Linked DNA regions of Mus musculus: region 1 is linked to region 2. A link is a contact called in public Hi-C data. All regions are on one chromosome and are shown on one strand. The core of a region is the stretch at or near the end of the contact, and the rest is flanking DNA. Distances in the headings are between cores, read along the strand shown. Region 1 overlaps Zmiz1 (zinc finger, MIZ-type containing 1). Region 2 overlaps Gm31775 (a long non-coding RNA gene).

Region 1 (6,960 bases), core at 4,248-6,747, 750 kb after region 2:
AGCTCCGCAGTGGGGAGAGAGCAGGCATGTGCTCCCAGCTCTGCAGCTATGTGACTTTGGGCAGCCCAGATAATTTATGACATATGGGTAACAATAGCACCTTCATCATGGGCGCGGGAATTAAATGAAGTGACATGTGATAAGAATGTTCGGGGTCTTGGGACACTGTATGGATGATGGGTGTAGTGCTTATCCATTTTTTTGTCGGGACAGGGAAGTGCTTCATTCTTGAGCTGTCCATTATCTTCCTTTAAAAGTCTTACTTTGTCTTTGATGTAACTCAAATGCCCACCCCTACCTTTCTATCCTAGTAGTTCTTCCCAGGGCTCCTGACACCCCCAAGAACCCCACTTAGTGCTTGCTGGTCTATGTTGTCTCTTTGTCACCTCATCTCCACTGAGCACCCTCTGATCCGACCTCAGAGTGTATTCATTTTCTCTCCACAAGTGTCTGGACCCCGGAGGGGTGGGGTGGGGCTAATGACAGTGTGTTGGGTGAACCCATGTTCAAGCAAAATCATCTCCAAGTGCAACACAGCTGTAGCCAGGCCGGATTCTGGCTCTACTGCTGCTGAGGTCATATCTGGGCCACCTGGAGCCTGGAGCTCACCCTGGCTTCAAGGGCCTCAGCAGGCACCATGGAAGATGATTTGCCACAGGCTCCCCAGTGGTCCAAAGCCTCCCTCTGAGCTATAGGGCTGTGTTTTGTTAGCTGAGGTCCTACCCCACCCCCCACAGCCCTCTGTTAAATTGTGTTATTATATTTAAACAAATCAATTCCGTTGCAGAGTTTTCCCGTCCTAATGATGAGTTTGCAGTGCAGATACCATTGATTTCTCTCAGTCCTGAAACCCAGCTGATGAATGACACCCAGTGCTTCCTTAGAGAAGCACTTAGGCAGCTCTGCAAGAGCTCCAGGCTTCCCAGAGACACTGCCCCGCCCCGCCTTCAGCTGCTGCCTGCAGTTGGGGTTGAGATCAAGGGGCAGAGGAGACCCCCCCAAGCCCCTCCCTAGATGGAAGGAATAGCTTAGCAGGCCCTGCTCCTGCCCCAGTGACACAGGACTTGTATTGATTTTGGCCCCAGGCAGGACTTACAGAGTAGAGACGCCTGAGGGTGGGATCTTGATCTTCTACAAATCCAAAGCAGCTTCTTAGGAGTTGGCATCCAGTCCTTAGACCTGGTGGGGTTGCCCATAAAAGCCGCTTGAGATGCTTTTTGGAAGGGGGGGGGGGTTGAGGGAGGGTCAAGAGCTGCCCTGCTGAAGAGGTGAAAGGGTTTCCCTTTGGGGAATCCTTCTGAACCCACAGTGTTCAAAGGCACCCTTAAGCTACCACCCAGGGCTTTGGCTCTCAGATTCCTCCCTTACCTGCTTCTCTGAGTTCCTGTGGGGAGGAACCACTGTTCCCAGGGCAGCACACTCAGGAGCCTAGACACTGGTCTAGTGGAAGACAAGAGGGAGTGGTAGGGAGTGTGATGAACCTCAAAGGGCCTGCCTGGAGACCAATTTGCCTGCCCCCCAGCTCATTTTTTTTTTTTTAGAGACCAGAGCTTGTGTCCAGGCGGGGGTAGCTGCTCTTCAGGGTGCTGTAGCTTTGGAGTGGGGGTAGGGGCTGTCCACTGGCTTCCCAGGCTTCCAGAGACCACCCGTCACTGAGGACCCCAGGCTGGCCCCATCTGTGCCGATCCGTACATTCCCAGCGCCCATCCCAGCCACCTCCCTTCCTGCAGACTGACAGCTCCTGTAATCAGGTTAGCCTCCCTCTGCTAGTGCGTGCTCTGCTGAGCCAGACCAGCTGCCTCTAATGGCGGGGGTCCACCTGGCCCTCTCTGTGGTGCTGGGGTTGGGGGAGGGGAACTGGGGAAAGACCAGCCAAGGGGGAGGCTGAGCATCTCTCTGAGTGGCCCTCTCTAGGAGGCCTTATTCTGGCATCCAAGACCCTGTTTCCTTCTCCCACCTCCATGAGCCTGGGCACTCATGAGCATAGCAACTGCCGCTCTTCACCTGTGTTTGTTACACTCCCTTCTATGCATCCTTGGAAACCCAATTCCCATCTCTATCTCTTCCTCTGGACTTCTTTCCCTGGCTCCCGCCAACACTGGGTGCTCCTCTGGCCAGGAACTTCTCAGTGCCAATGTGTTGAGAGCATTACCCCTGGATCTAGTTCCTCGGGAGCTTCGGGAAGAAAGAAAGAAAAAATTCCCTTTCTCTGTATGGACCTCAGGTAGCAGCTTGAGAAATACCCAGTAAATATCCAGGGCCAGCCAAAGAAATAAGCAGCCAGAGCAGAGAAAGAGTCAGGAGGGTCAAGACAGCTGCTACCTTTCCCTTGTCCGCTAGTCTACTTCCTGCTGGGGAGGTCCATTCCGGGCTGCTCTAGACACATGCCAGGCCTGAAATAGACCCGTGGGGCCTTGGTGGTATCTTCACAGCCCCTCCTCCCTGCTGGGCATCTTGGCTTCTCCCCTCTTGGGCCCTGCACACTGCCAGGACCTTTGCCATCCAGCAAGGCCAGGCAATGTTCTCTGGCCCTGTGTACTTTGGTTTTTATAAATACTGTGTACACGTAGGGTCTGCCGCACCCCAGGAGCGCTGTGTGTAAGGACTGGAGTACTACTGCAGGCGTGACTGTGCTACTAAATCCGCCAGCTGCCTAGTTACCATTCATCTTGCATTTATTTCTGCTAATTAAAAAGAGGAACTCTTAACAACTTTTACGTAAATACTATATTTGTTCTATGTAAAGATGGGATTCAGATTTGCTGGTGATTAGCTGATTGTCTAATCTTGTGGCTGTCACACATGATGACCTTGTCTCCCCCTCCCCCGCCCCCGCCCAGCCTTAGAACTCAGATGCACTAAAGGTTCCTGGGGGTGTTGGGGGAAAGTGGTCAGGGGGCCTGTCTGGGGTGCAGGGGTTCACCAGGAACATTTAGTATAAGCAACCATGAGTGCTTAAGCTGCAGTCTGACTGATGGAGCTGGGGGAGTGCCCGGCCTCTATACTTATGGGGAGATTGAGACACCCCCCATCTCCCAGCGAGAGGTGATGTCTATTTCTGCTGTGTGGACTTACCTTCTAGGATTCAGCTAGTGTGCTGTGCACGTCTTGGGAAATGGACTAAGAACTTGGGGCTCAAACCGTCCGTCCTATGGAAGAAAGGGGCAGCCCAGCTAAGCCCCTGTGCTCTTCTAGAAATCTCTGTCTCCTCTCACTTCCCACCTGTGCTCTGGCTCCACAGCAGCCCTAGTGCTCATGGACACATCCGCCCCACCTGAACAGAGGCTCCTGAACAACAAGCCTGCACTCTCCCAGGCCCTGCACACTGATGTGCCGGGAAGCAGGTGTGGGGCTGATTTCACATTTTTTAATATTATGTATTTATTTTCATGTGGATTAGAAAATATGTATAATTAGTATATAAGACCCATGATTTGGCAGACGATAGTACTTTAGATGAGGCTATATAAAAAAGAAGGTGATTGGTTTAAAATGATTTAAATAATGATACATAAATAATTTAGGTGGAATGCAGATGGGCTTGCCGTATCTGGTGACAAAGGAGGGGGACACACTGAAAGAGCCCGGGTGACGATGACTTCCAAGTCAGAGCCAGTCCCTGGCATTGGGAATCCGGAGACCTGAGTCCTGACTGCCATTCCCTGATCTGTAGATACCTTACTTTATCCTAGGTGCAGACAGCACTCCCAGGTCATTCCAGAGTCTCCCTTACTCTCTTGGCCATATGCAGAGTGAGAGTGGGAGGACCTGTGGAGTAGCTTCCTGCCCAAGGTCACTTGACACAGGGCACAGGCCTATGTCTTGGCCTTTCTGGTGTCATAGGCTGTAGATAGGAGGTCAATGAGCCCCTGGCTGGCTCCCTACTGTCTATCTGTCTTCCAAGCCTGTCTCAAGACACTAAGGCTGAACAGCTCCAAGGCTCTGGTGGCTTCTAGCCAGGGTTTTCATCTTGCCTGCTGCTTCTGAGACCTTGGTCTCCTCCTCTGTTCCGTAGGAGATGGTGGGCCTGAGAGACATCTGAGAGCCTCCTGCAGAGTGCTCCTTGGGAAGTGCTCAGAGCAATCATGGTATACTGTGGGACATGGATAGATCCCTGGGCCACCCACTTCCTGATATGCTATCTGTGGGAGGGGACCCCCCCCCAGTGCTACCAGACACCCTCAGTTCATCAACCCTTGGGTGGTCCTGGAGGCCTTAGGGGAAAATGGGAGGCGAGGGAAGAACAAAGGCATGGCTGGAATGGCCAAAGACACCTGTCACTACCTCCTCCTCCTCTTCCTCTTCCTCCTCCCCTTCCTCCTCCCCTCCCTCCTCCTCCTCTTCCTCCTCCCCTTCTTCCTCCTCTTCTTCCTCCTGTTCCTCCTCCATCAGCCACCAGCTAGCCTGTTCCACCATCATTTGACTTCATGACCCCAGGCTTCCAGCAATTCTCCCTGCCCTCCAAAGGACTAGCTGCAGACCTCTCAGGAGCTCACTGTTCTTACAGGCTGGCCCCTGTGGCCACTCCTCTCCAGCCACTTCTTCTCTCTGATGTGGGATAGAACCTGGCAGCATGCTGGGTGACGTTGAGCAGCCCCTTCCACCACCCCACTACCAGCCCTGTCCATGTCTAAGGTCTCTCCCGCTCCAAACCCTATCTATCTATCTGCCCTGGCAAGCGGAGGCAGCATCCATTTCTGCCTATGCAGAAGACCCAGTATGGTGAGGCAGAGCAGGGGGCCTGTTCACTCGCTGAGGCGTTGGTGCCAGGTGGGATGAATCAGTGATGTCGTTCATGGATGAATGCATACATGAATGGGTATACTTAGCATCTGCCCTTGGTTGCTGCTGCTGCTGCTGCTGCTGCTGCTGCTGCTGCTGCTTTTGGAGTCTCTCCAGCTTCTCGGTGCGGTGGCCGAGAGGACTGGTCAGGGCACAGTGCCAGCCTGTCTGGGTTCCTATCCTGGCGGTGACCTTGAGCTGTTTTCTTCGTGTCCCTCTATGTTTCCTCATCTTTTAAAATGGGTACAGCGTGTACTTCCCAGGATGTCATGAGACTAAATGAGTCAGTTGACATAAAGTACTTAGAATGGTACAGCTAATGGCCCTAAGTTAGTCGGTATTAACAGTTTCGTTACCATGATGATGATTGGCAAAGTTAGGGAGAAGCTGGCTGGAGACTTGGAGTTCCTGGGAGCTGTGGAGTGTTACAGGTAGAGAGGTGTCACAAGTTGTAATTGGGAGCTTCTCGCTATAAGTATTTCTGGTCAGTCATTTAAAGAAGCCTCACCAGAAATGGGATTTGGATCCCTGAGGATCCAGGAGTTTGTTCTGATTTTTCTAACTCTAAATAGGCATTTACAATTTTACATATTTTTTCAAGAGGGCCTCCAAAATGCCATAAACTTCAGCTGTCATAGACCTGAACTACAGTTTGCCACTGTGCCTGTTTCTGTGTCCCCCTTCACTGGTCCCAGTAGGAGGCACTGTCCCTCTTATTCTTGACCATGTGGTGTGCCCCAGGCTGAGCATGGCCTGAAGGATTGATTCCAGGCAGCCCACAGGGGGAAGGGGCCCTCAGAACACCTCCTGCCGGGGATGCGAATCACACCAAGGCCTGGCGCTAGGCCGAGTTGCTGCTGCTTTGCTAAGCTGAGGGCCACTGCAAGCAGGCTGAGACCTCGGTACTCTCTCTCCCTCCTCCCCTGTGTATGCTCTGGTGCGGGCACTGGAAGGCAGTTAGGCTATGGGAAGCAGGTTGCTGAGTTGTTGGGTTGTCGTTGGAGTAGCTGGCTGTGTGCCCAGTTTGGTGTCAGGGACCCTGTGTCCTGTGTCAGGTCATTGGCCTTGCTCAAAAGGATCTCCCTAGTCACCAAGACCACAGGATTCTCACTTGAAGGCTAAGGAGAAGATGGTGTCAGCCCCCTTATCAGTAATCTCAGAGTGAGGTATAAAGAGAACTCATAGCTCGAGAGGGCAGGACAGATAGAACTGGCTTCCAGAGGCTAGGCCGTTAGCTGGGGAAGACCCCTGGGTAGGCACTATGGACACTTGCTGCCTCCACTGGCATCAGGGCCTCTAGACCCTGCTCTGAGAGGGCCATTTATAACTCACAGCTGTGCGGTCCTGAGCCCAACTGACTGTGGTAAACCGATCTGGCTTCAGGAAGTCCCAACCCAAGGCCACTCCCAACCCGGCCCCATGCTCTCCTCACCTCCTGACACCCACATCCTGTTCTCAGCAGGAAGGCAGGCAGTGGGGCCCAGCCAGGGTCTCCAGCTGCAAAGCCCCAGATGGCCCTAGAACTGTGAGGCCCTAGAACCAACACCATCGAGGCCTATCCCAAAGACAAATATATAGGGAGACCAAGGTCAAAAGAAGGCTGGGGCCTGTGCTAGAGTCCACAGAATCAAGGCTCAGGAATGAGGTTGTAGCATCAGGGGTATGCTTGGAGCTCCTGGTATGATCCAAAGAGAGATTGATGCTTCTAGCCCCTGCCAACGATCACCAGAGGAGGCTGATGGAAGAAAGAGGAGGGCTTCAGGGAATCCTGGGAAAGGACACCATCTTGGATCCCAGACTTCAGCATTGCCATCTTCATCCAGTCGCCTCATTCTCTAGAGGTTCTTTACCAAGCCCAGAGATTGTGTAGGGCTAGGCATGGGCTGGAGAGAGGCTGCTGCTGAACGCTCCCAGCACCCGAGACCTAGGCTTTGTCATATGCTCAGGGCAGGCACTAACCTCTCTGCTTTGTTTTCTCTGCAAACACTCTTCTGCCAAAACTTCACTGTAGTGAGTTTGTAGAAATTTGGCCCAAGAAACTTAAGACATTTGTGACTAGATTCTAAAATCAGAACCCGAAAGAACATAAATTTTGTTTTATTTATTTATGCTGTGTATTTATTAAAGAATAAGAGAAATGCATTAGAAATACCTAACTATCTGTGGCTCTCCTCTGCT
Region 2 (7,713 bases), core at 1,001-3,500:
ACATCTTGGGGATTGGCATCAAATGTAAACATAAAAGTTGCTGTTTTGCATAGCCTCTATATGTAGCATTGGAGCAATTTCACTAAGTCTGTTAGTCTGCCTGTGTTTGTACTGAAGCCTGGCAAGAGAGGTCAGGTGTGTAACTTTCCACACATAGCCTTGTATCTCAGATTTTAGGATATGGGATCTGAGCTGGTACCCCATTTAGTTTACAGAGCTGTCAATCCAAATGAGCTCCGCCTCCAGCCTTCCTCCTGTGGCCTCCAGCCTTGCTCCTGGGGCCTCCAGCCTTGCTCCTGGGGCCTCCTTGCCTCCATTCCTGTTCTCCAAATGACTCCCATGAAGCAGTCAGGTGACACTTCAACCAACAATGCCATTAGATCACCCCAGAGAACAGAACCGAAGTATCCCATGGCTTCTGAGGTTCAATTAGGATTCCCAAATAGTGTCTGCAAAACCAGCAGAACATACCATTCCTTCACCACCACCCCCGCCCCCGCCCCCCAAACATACACATACACACATACAAAGGACTGGAAATCAATGCTGTGGCTCCTGACCTGCATAGTCTTAAAGAAAGAGAACAGGCTAGAATATCTCTCTCTCTCTCTCTCTCTCTCTCTCTCTCTCTCTCTCTCTCTCCCTCTCTCCCTCTCTCTCTCTCTCTCTCTCTCTCTCTCTCTCTCTCTCTCTGTAGGTGTGCTTGTGTGTGTTATGTATAGTCACACTTAATGTGGGAAGGGTGACTGTCTCATCAATCTTTTAAATTACTTACATGCAGGTAAAAAGAGTGTGTGCTTCATGGGAGACAATAAACACCGTTCTCATGAGGGTATCTCCGACAAAGTAGGAGTCCAGTGGTCTAGAAGTTCCTGCTCTGACTTTGTCTGACCTGTACCCTGAACACTCAGCCTCTGTCTATACTGGTCAGCTTGAGCCAGCCTTCAGAGAGGCTTTTGTCTGGGAAGGGCTTTCTCTTTCTCTTTTCCATCTCTGGCTAAGCATCACTTCAGCTGGAAGCCCTTCCTCCCCTCTCCCCTGTCCCTGACCCCCAGCACCAGGGCCATCCTCTTCAGCCTACTGCATTAGCACCAGGGCTATCCTCTTCAGCCTACTGCATTCTGTATATCCTGAGTGTTTCATATGCTTACCATGTCAACATCAGTGGCCTTCTCTACACTGTATGCTCCACAGAGGGTGTCACCCTGGGGGAGGACATCTGTTAGCCCAACAGGTGTCAGGACAGGTTCGTTTCCGCTTACTATTGCTCCTTAGGTCTACCTACCACCATGCCTAGAACACACATTGAGCAAACACGTGGGGAACATAAATTGTAAAGGGTAGATTACTGTGCTTTTTATAAATGAGAAAACTGAAGCTCAAGTGGGCCCTCAAGTGTGTGTCTGAGGCACCAGACAGGTGACCCATGGGAGCCTAGTTCTCTAGGAAGGTCTCTGGCTTTGTTTGCCCTTCTCAGTTTCCTGTTCATATCCCTTGAAGGTGTCTCTGGGACTCAGGCTGACGGATGCACCCTCCCCACCCCCTCCAGCTGTCTGAGCTGAGCCTGATGCACAGGGCTAGCTGGGAAGACACAACTCAGACAGTGACAGCGACAATATTAGGAGCGAAAGAGATCAATTAAGCCCATCGAGCTGATTTGTGAAGCTGATTAAATTAGGAGCCTCCCTGGGGGCGGCTTCCCTCTCAGGTTGACAGGCCAGCTGCTTGCTGCCGGGCTGGGGGTGCTCACCAGCCCCCCAGAGAGCACTGGGGCCACTTTACTCTGCTTGATGTATGGAGAGGGGATAAAGAGAAGCCACATTTAGACTGCTCAGGGAGCTTAGGACTTGGCCCTCCCCTTGAGCTTCACATGGGATCCCTTGGAGGACCTGGGGAAAGGAGGAAGGGGCCTAGCCTGGCTTACAATAAGATACTGGCCTTCTGAGAGGCATCGTAGCCTGTTTAGGGACCCCAGGTTTGGAGGTTCGGATGAGGGTGAAGTGGAAAGGGCGACTCAGGACTTTTGGCTTCTGCATTCCGTCCCCACTTGGGGCTTCCTGGTTGGTTTATTTCTCCAGTTTTTCCAGGCTCAAGGCTCTGGTTCTCCCTCCCCACCCCCACCCCCCACCCCCATTGACTGGATATAATCAGATTATCTCTCTAGTAACCTGACCCCTCTGCCTGGCCTCAGGTCTCCCTTTCAAGGACTGTCCCCAGGGCAGTTTGGCAAGAATATCCTTGTATTTCAGAATGTACCCCCCCTCCTGGCCCCTGGGTGGGGGGCTGGGAAGTGGGTTTGGACAAAGGTCCTGTGTGTGCATAGGGACAATGGATGGGGGAGGTTACAGAAATGAGGTCACAGGCTTCTCCAGAGCATGAAGACTGGGGAAGGGGGATGTTTTGAATGCAAGCTGAAGAAATTGACCATCGTCATCCTCCTACCCTTAGTGACAGCAGAAGTTGTGATACCCTGAAATATCGGGTAGCCATTGTGTGCTGTATTTCCAGATGGATGGCAGGTCCAGAGAGCCCTGGATGCCTGGAGAGGAGCACTCAAGGCATAGAATGATGGAGGGCTTCCTAGCAGAGGTGGCCTGAGGCTGGGAGACAAAGACTAAAGCCCATGAGGGGAACAGAGTATTTCAAGGAGCCTGAGGATCCCTTTAGTGAGTGGCCAGAGAGGAGGCTGGTGGGAGAGCATCTGGCCCACCCCAGAGCCTGGCTTCTCCTCAACCAACCTTCTTTCTCTGCACAAGTCATGCTAGAACACAATCAATTGAAAAAAATACCCACGTAAGCCAAAAGATGCTCAGGGCTGTGTGTCCCCAAGTGGTAGCAGCAGGATTTGCACCCAGGTCTTTGGGGGCTTTGGGAACCTCAGTTCTTTTCTGGGCTTACACCCAAACTTCAGCTGGGAGTGTGTGAAAGACCTTTGGAGACTCACAGGTCTCAAGAGGCAGGACAAGGTGAGGGTAAGAGTGTTGGAAAGTAAGATAGGCAGGAAGTCAGATGGGCAGATGGGCGGTGGGATTCACTCGGCCAACTGAATCTGCCTCCTTTCAGCTTACCTTCTTCCTCTCTAAACCAGGCATATGGAAGTATCCATATCCTGGAGCTATTGTGAGGATTAAATACAAATAGCTTACAATAGTGCCTGCTGCTGTGAATCTTAGCCATTGTGGTCCAGGATAGAGTCTGGAATGTAGTGGGCTCAGGTCTTGAGAGAGCACTCCACAGAAATAGCAAGACATATCATCCACGCCCTTCCCATGTTGGTGAATCTGCTCTTGAGTTGGCAGAACACTCCATGTTCTGCAGAAAGTGACTCATGCCCACCTCTGAATGGAAGAGTCCCTCAGCCTCCTCCTCCAACATACTCAGAAGCTGAGCTGCTTAGAGACTCTAAGGGAGCAAGTGAGCAGCAGGGTCCTACCAGGCTCCTGAGTGCTAGCTCAGGGTCTCTTGGCTCTGAAACAGGTACTTTCTTTCTTGCAGACAAACAAAAGCCTCATAGAGCAAGCAGTGTTTGGGCACTCTTATTTGCAATTGCTAATGAGAATCAGGGCTGTTCTCCCTCCAAAGCCTCAGTCTCTTTTTTAATGTTTCTAGAAACATGGGATGATCTTCCTGCCACGCTGATGAAATATTAGCCATTATTTCTCTGTTAGTTCCCACTGGGAGTCAGTTCCTGACAAGGGGCGCCCAGAGCTCCGGAAGCTGGAGAAAGCCTTGTGTGATTTGTGTGAACCTTGCTAACATCTCTGCTCTAAGCAGAGGGCTACACCCAACAGAAAATGGCTTCATCTTCTCTTTCCACACCTGGCTTGCTGCCCAGCTGAGCTTTCTCCACTCAGGGAAGTGAAACAAAGAGCCTCCACTGTGGTCTTAGCGCCTCACCCCTGCTGCACAGGTCACAGGTCTGAGGGTACTTTTTCCATGAGCAATGGCCACTTCTCTCCTGGAAGCCTACTTCTTAGCCTAATCTAAGGTTGTCATTTCCCTAGATTGTTCCATGGACATCTTAACTGGCCTCACCACTTCCACCCTCCGCTGTGGGCACAGAAGATATCTTTAGGATTCCTCTTTAAGGAGCATGTGTCCCTTTCCCTGTCTGTGGGTTCAAATCCAAGGTCAACTGATTCTGGAGCAAACATACTTGGAATAAACGTCAGATCTACTCTGGACATGGGTTGTCTTTTTTGTCCTCACTGTTTCTGGAAAAAACACAGTGTCGTAGCTCTTCCCACAGCACTGAGCACTGAGGCATCTGACTCTGTGTGCCAAGGAAGGTTTGACAGGCTATATGCGAACACTGCAGCACTTTAAACAGTTGCCTGAACTCTGCCAAGCTTTGTATCCAGTCGGGACCCAGAGAGGACCCAGAGCATCATGGATAACAAAAGAAAACAAGTACCACTTTGCAGTTTCTGTGAAACTGGGAATTAAATCTATGTTAGGCAAATGATCTACCACTGAGCTATATTCTCAGCTATTTTTAAGGTTCTTTGGTTTTTGTTCAGGGTCTCGTGTAGACTAGGGTCACTTCAAATTTACTATGGAAGAGAGGATGAGTCTGTAAACTTCTGATCCTCCTGCCTCTATTTCCTGAGAAATGGGATTACCAGAATACCACTACATCCAGTTTCATGTGGTACTGGAGACAGAACCTACGGATCCCTGTACGCTAGATATCATAGTTAAGGTTTCTCTTGCTGCAACAAAGCAACATGGCCAAAAGTCAAGTTGGAGAGAAAAGGATTGATTTGGCTGGCACTTCCACATTGCTGTGCATCACTGAAGGAACTGAAATGGCATGATCTGGAGGCAGAGGCTGATGCAGAGGCCATGAAGAAATGCTGCCTACTGGCTTGCTTCCCAAGGTTTGCCCAACCTGCTTTCTTATAAAACTCAGGGCTACCCCCCTCAATCGGTCACTAATTGAGAAAATGCCTTATAGCTGCATCTTATGGAGACATTTCCTCAACGGAGGCTCCTTCCTCTTTGATGGCTCTAACTTATGTCAAGTTGACACACAAAACCAGCCAGTACACTGGGCAAGCACTCATTCAAGTCACATCCCCAGCCCAAGATGTTCCTTTTGAAATTTAAAATACAGAGCTACTGAGGTGGCTCAGGGAGGTATAGATGCCTGTCATCGAGGCGGATAACCTGAGTTTGATCCTCAGAACCCATGTGATGCAGTGACACAGCCAATTTGACAAGTCCTCTGACCTCCACATACATGTCATGGAGTGTGACCCCCCCCCCAACTTTTCTTCTCACAGTCCTTACTTCTCACGAGAATGACTGTTCCTCAGAATTCTTTCATGACCACCCCTGTCTCTCCATGAACCCCAGAAGATAAGTTGGACTCTCAGGCCACTTGAGACTTCTCCACAGCAGCATGCACGCTTGTAATCACTGGCTCATCTGTTGGCCGTGGTTTGTGTTCTGACCTGCAGGGTAGTGAGAATGGGCTTTGCTTTCCCCAGCCTCCTGGGTGCTTAGCATAGCTGGGGTGCTCAGCATATGCCTGGATGATGACTCGGGACCAAACAGGAAGGGAGGCACCCAAGGAAGGGACCTTTGAGAAGCCACTCCTGTGAGTATATCCTTACAACAACCTTGTGAATAGGAATAGCATATCTCCAAGTCATTCCAGAGCTTGAAGCGTCCAGGTGGTAGCTCACATCGAGTAGAGACTCTCCATCAACTGTCCCCCTTCCTGCCTCCCTGCCATGCATTCTCCTTGTTGCAATAGGTAGCTGGAAAGTTGTTGGGGGCTGCAGTTTTTCTTTCGCTGGTGTTTCTTTGGAGTTCATATCTGGACTCTTGTGTTGGCTAGTTTTTATGTCAAATTGATACAAACTGGAGTCATCTGGGAAGAAGAAATCTTAACCTAGAAAATACCTCTATATTATAGATCCTATACAGTCTATAAGATCAGCCTATAGGCAAGACTGTAAGCCATTTCCATGACCGATAAGGTATAGGAAAGCAGGCTGAGCAAGCCATGTTGAGCAAGCCAGTAAATAGCATTCATCCATGGCCTCTTGCCTCCAGGTTCCTGCCTGGAGTTCCTGCCCCAACTCCCCGCAGTAATAGGGAGTCCTGGGAGTCCTTTCTCCTCAGCTTGCTTTGGTTTTTCTTACCACCAGAACAGAAACCCTAAGACAGCTCCTCTCATGAAGCAAAATGAATCATGTGACCAGAAAGATTTGTATGGATTTATTCTGTTCTGTTCCGGCATAATCAACATGTAGACTGTGCACTTTATAAAGAACAGAAGGTTATTTCACTCATGGGCATGCTGAGGACAGGAGGCAGGCTTCTGATCTACATCTGGCCAGAGCTTCCTGATGTATCCAAACATGGTAGAGGGCATCACATGGCCAGACAGAACCTGTTGCTAGCTAGAGTATCTCTCTCCCCTTCCTAGGATCACACTAATGCCATCGTGGGGGCCCTTCCTTGGTGACCTGGCTAGTTCTTATTATCTCCCAAAGACCCCATCTCCCACCAGCACACAGGACTTAGTTCTACATATGCACTTTGGGGAGGCATATTTAAACCATTCCAATATAGCAATAGTGTGGGCTGGCAGAGGAAGGACTCAGGGCTCTTCTCCCCCCACCATGATTCCTTTTTTTTTTTTTTTTTTTTTTTTTTTTTTTTTTTTAATTGCTAACAAGCCTCTCCCAGAGACCAGATAAGCTGTATGAAAATGCCCAGGAGAAAATAATAAAAATGTTCCACCCTCTATCTGCATATTTTCCAGCTCTGGGTCTTATGTCTGCCTTCTCAGAAGCACCCAAGCGGCAGACAAGCCTTAATGATGATTTCAAATATCTGTTGCTTCTGATGGTACGTGGGTGGTTCATTCAACAGGCATCTTTCTGTAGGATAGAATATGATATGAGCATCAAAAACAGTGATGGGTTAGAAAAGGTTGCTCATCCTGTGCTATATGAAAAGACAAAAACATTTAAAATTTAGTATATTTGTGAAAACTATAGATCTGCACACATGCACATGTGACAACGCCTAGAAAATGGACACACAATACTATCACTGTTTTCAGTGATGGGAGACAAAGTGATTTAAAAACTACTGTTCTATCTATTGTTTTATATGAATTGTTTTTAACAAAGGTTCTTTCAATGGGCACCACCTTTTAAAAGAAAAGCTAAAGAGAAGGATTTGATTCTCCTGCAAATTCAGAAAGCACAACTATTCCCTGATGGTCACCACTCTTCTCCTAAGTGGTCCCTGGCTTCTATGGCAGAGGATACTGGCAGGCCATTAACACTGGGAAGTGTGCAGAGCGGCCACTCTGACGAGGAAATCCATCAGAGCACCTGTGCTCGGGATCCTTGACCTTGGAGCCCTGGGGAGGGCTGAGGCCAACAGACAACAGGCCTTGGTTGTGTCTCCCTATAGCACTTGCCAAACATCTCAACATTCAGTTTTCCTTGTTGCCTTCCATTCTTTGTATCTGTTCCGTAAGGCTCCCGGGCCTTCTGGTGATATGGACAGCCTGGAGTTCTTAGTCTTTCCAGACAGTCCCATTCACACCTCCTCTGGGAAAAATACCTGAGTGGGACAGAAGAAGTGTGACATGACATTGGCACATGTGAGTACAGTCGGATTCTGCATGGACCCAGCTGGCATAGATGCTTTATAGATGAACAACAGTTCACCATGGACAAGGAC

The links. A called contact is a pair of places that touch in the nucleus more often than the background predicts.
Region 1: a contact with region 2 is called in a Hi-C map of the N1E-115 cell line, with 2.5 times the contacts expected there. The contact joins two enhancer-like sites. A contact is called at or near these places in 2 of 484 Hi-C or Micro-C datasets (the N1E-115 cell line and embryonic retina) and 9 of 115 datasets of contacts at active chromatin or transcription factors (T-cell acute lymphoblastic leukemia, VIP interneurons, acute myeloid leukemia and 6 more).

The regions. Positions count from the first base shown.
Region 1 is chr14:25,511,219-25,518,178 of GRCm38.p6, forward strand. All of the region lies in intron 2 of Zmiz1 (zinc finger, MIZ-type containing 1), which reads left to right. Among named protein-coding and RNA genes, the nearest start is that of Mir3075, 20 kb to the right of the region's middle. Within about 2 kb of position 5,498, at least 189 of the 459 cell types and tissues checked have an H3K27ac peak or open chromatin away from gene starts, as enhancers often do. A contact at or near this core is called in the N1E-115 cell line, where this site is marked.
Region 2 is chr14:24,768,526-24,776,238 of GRCm38.p6, forward strand. Gm31775 (a long non-coding RNA gene) reads left to right here. Exons shown (of 3, transcript XR_874414.2): 3 at 4,005-4,184. Among named protein-coding and RNA genes, the nearest start is that of Gm31838, 8.7 kb to the right of the region's middle. Within about 2 kb of position 2,251, at least 47 of the 459 cell types and tissues checked have an H3K27ac peak or open chromatin away from gene starts, as enhancers often do. A contact at or near this core is called in the N1E-115 cell line, where this site is marked.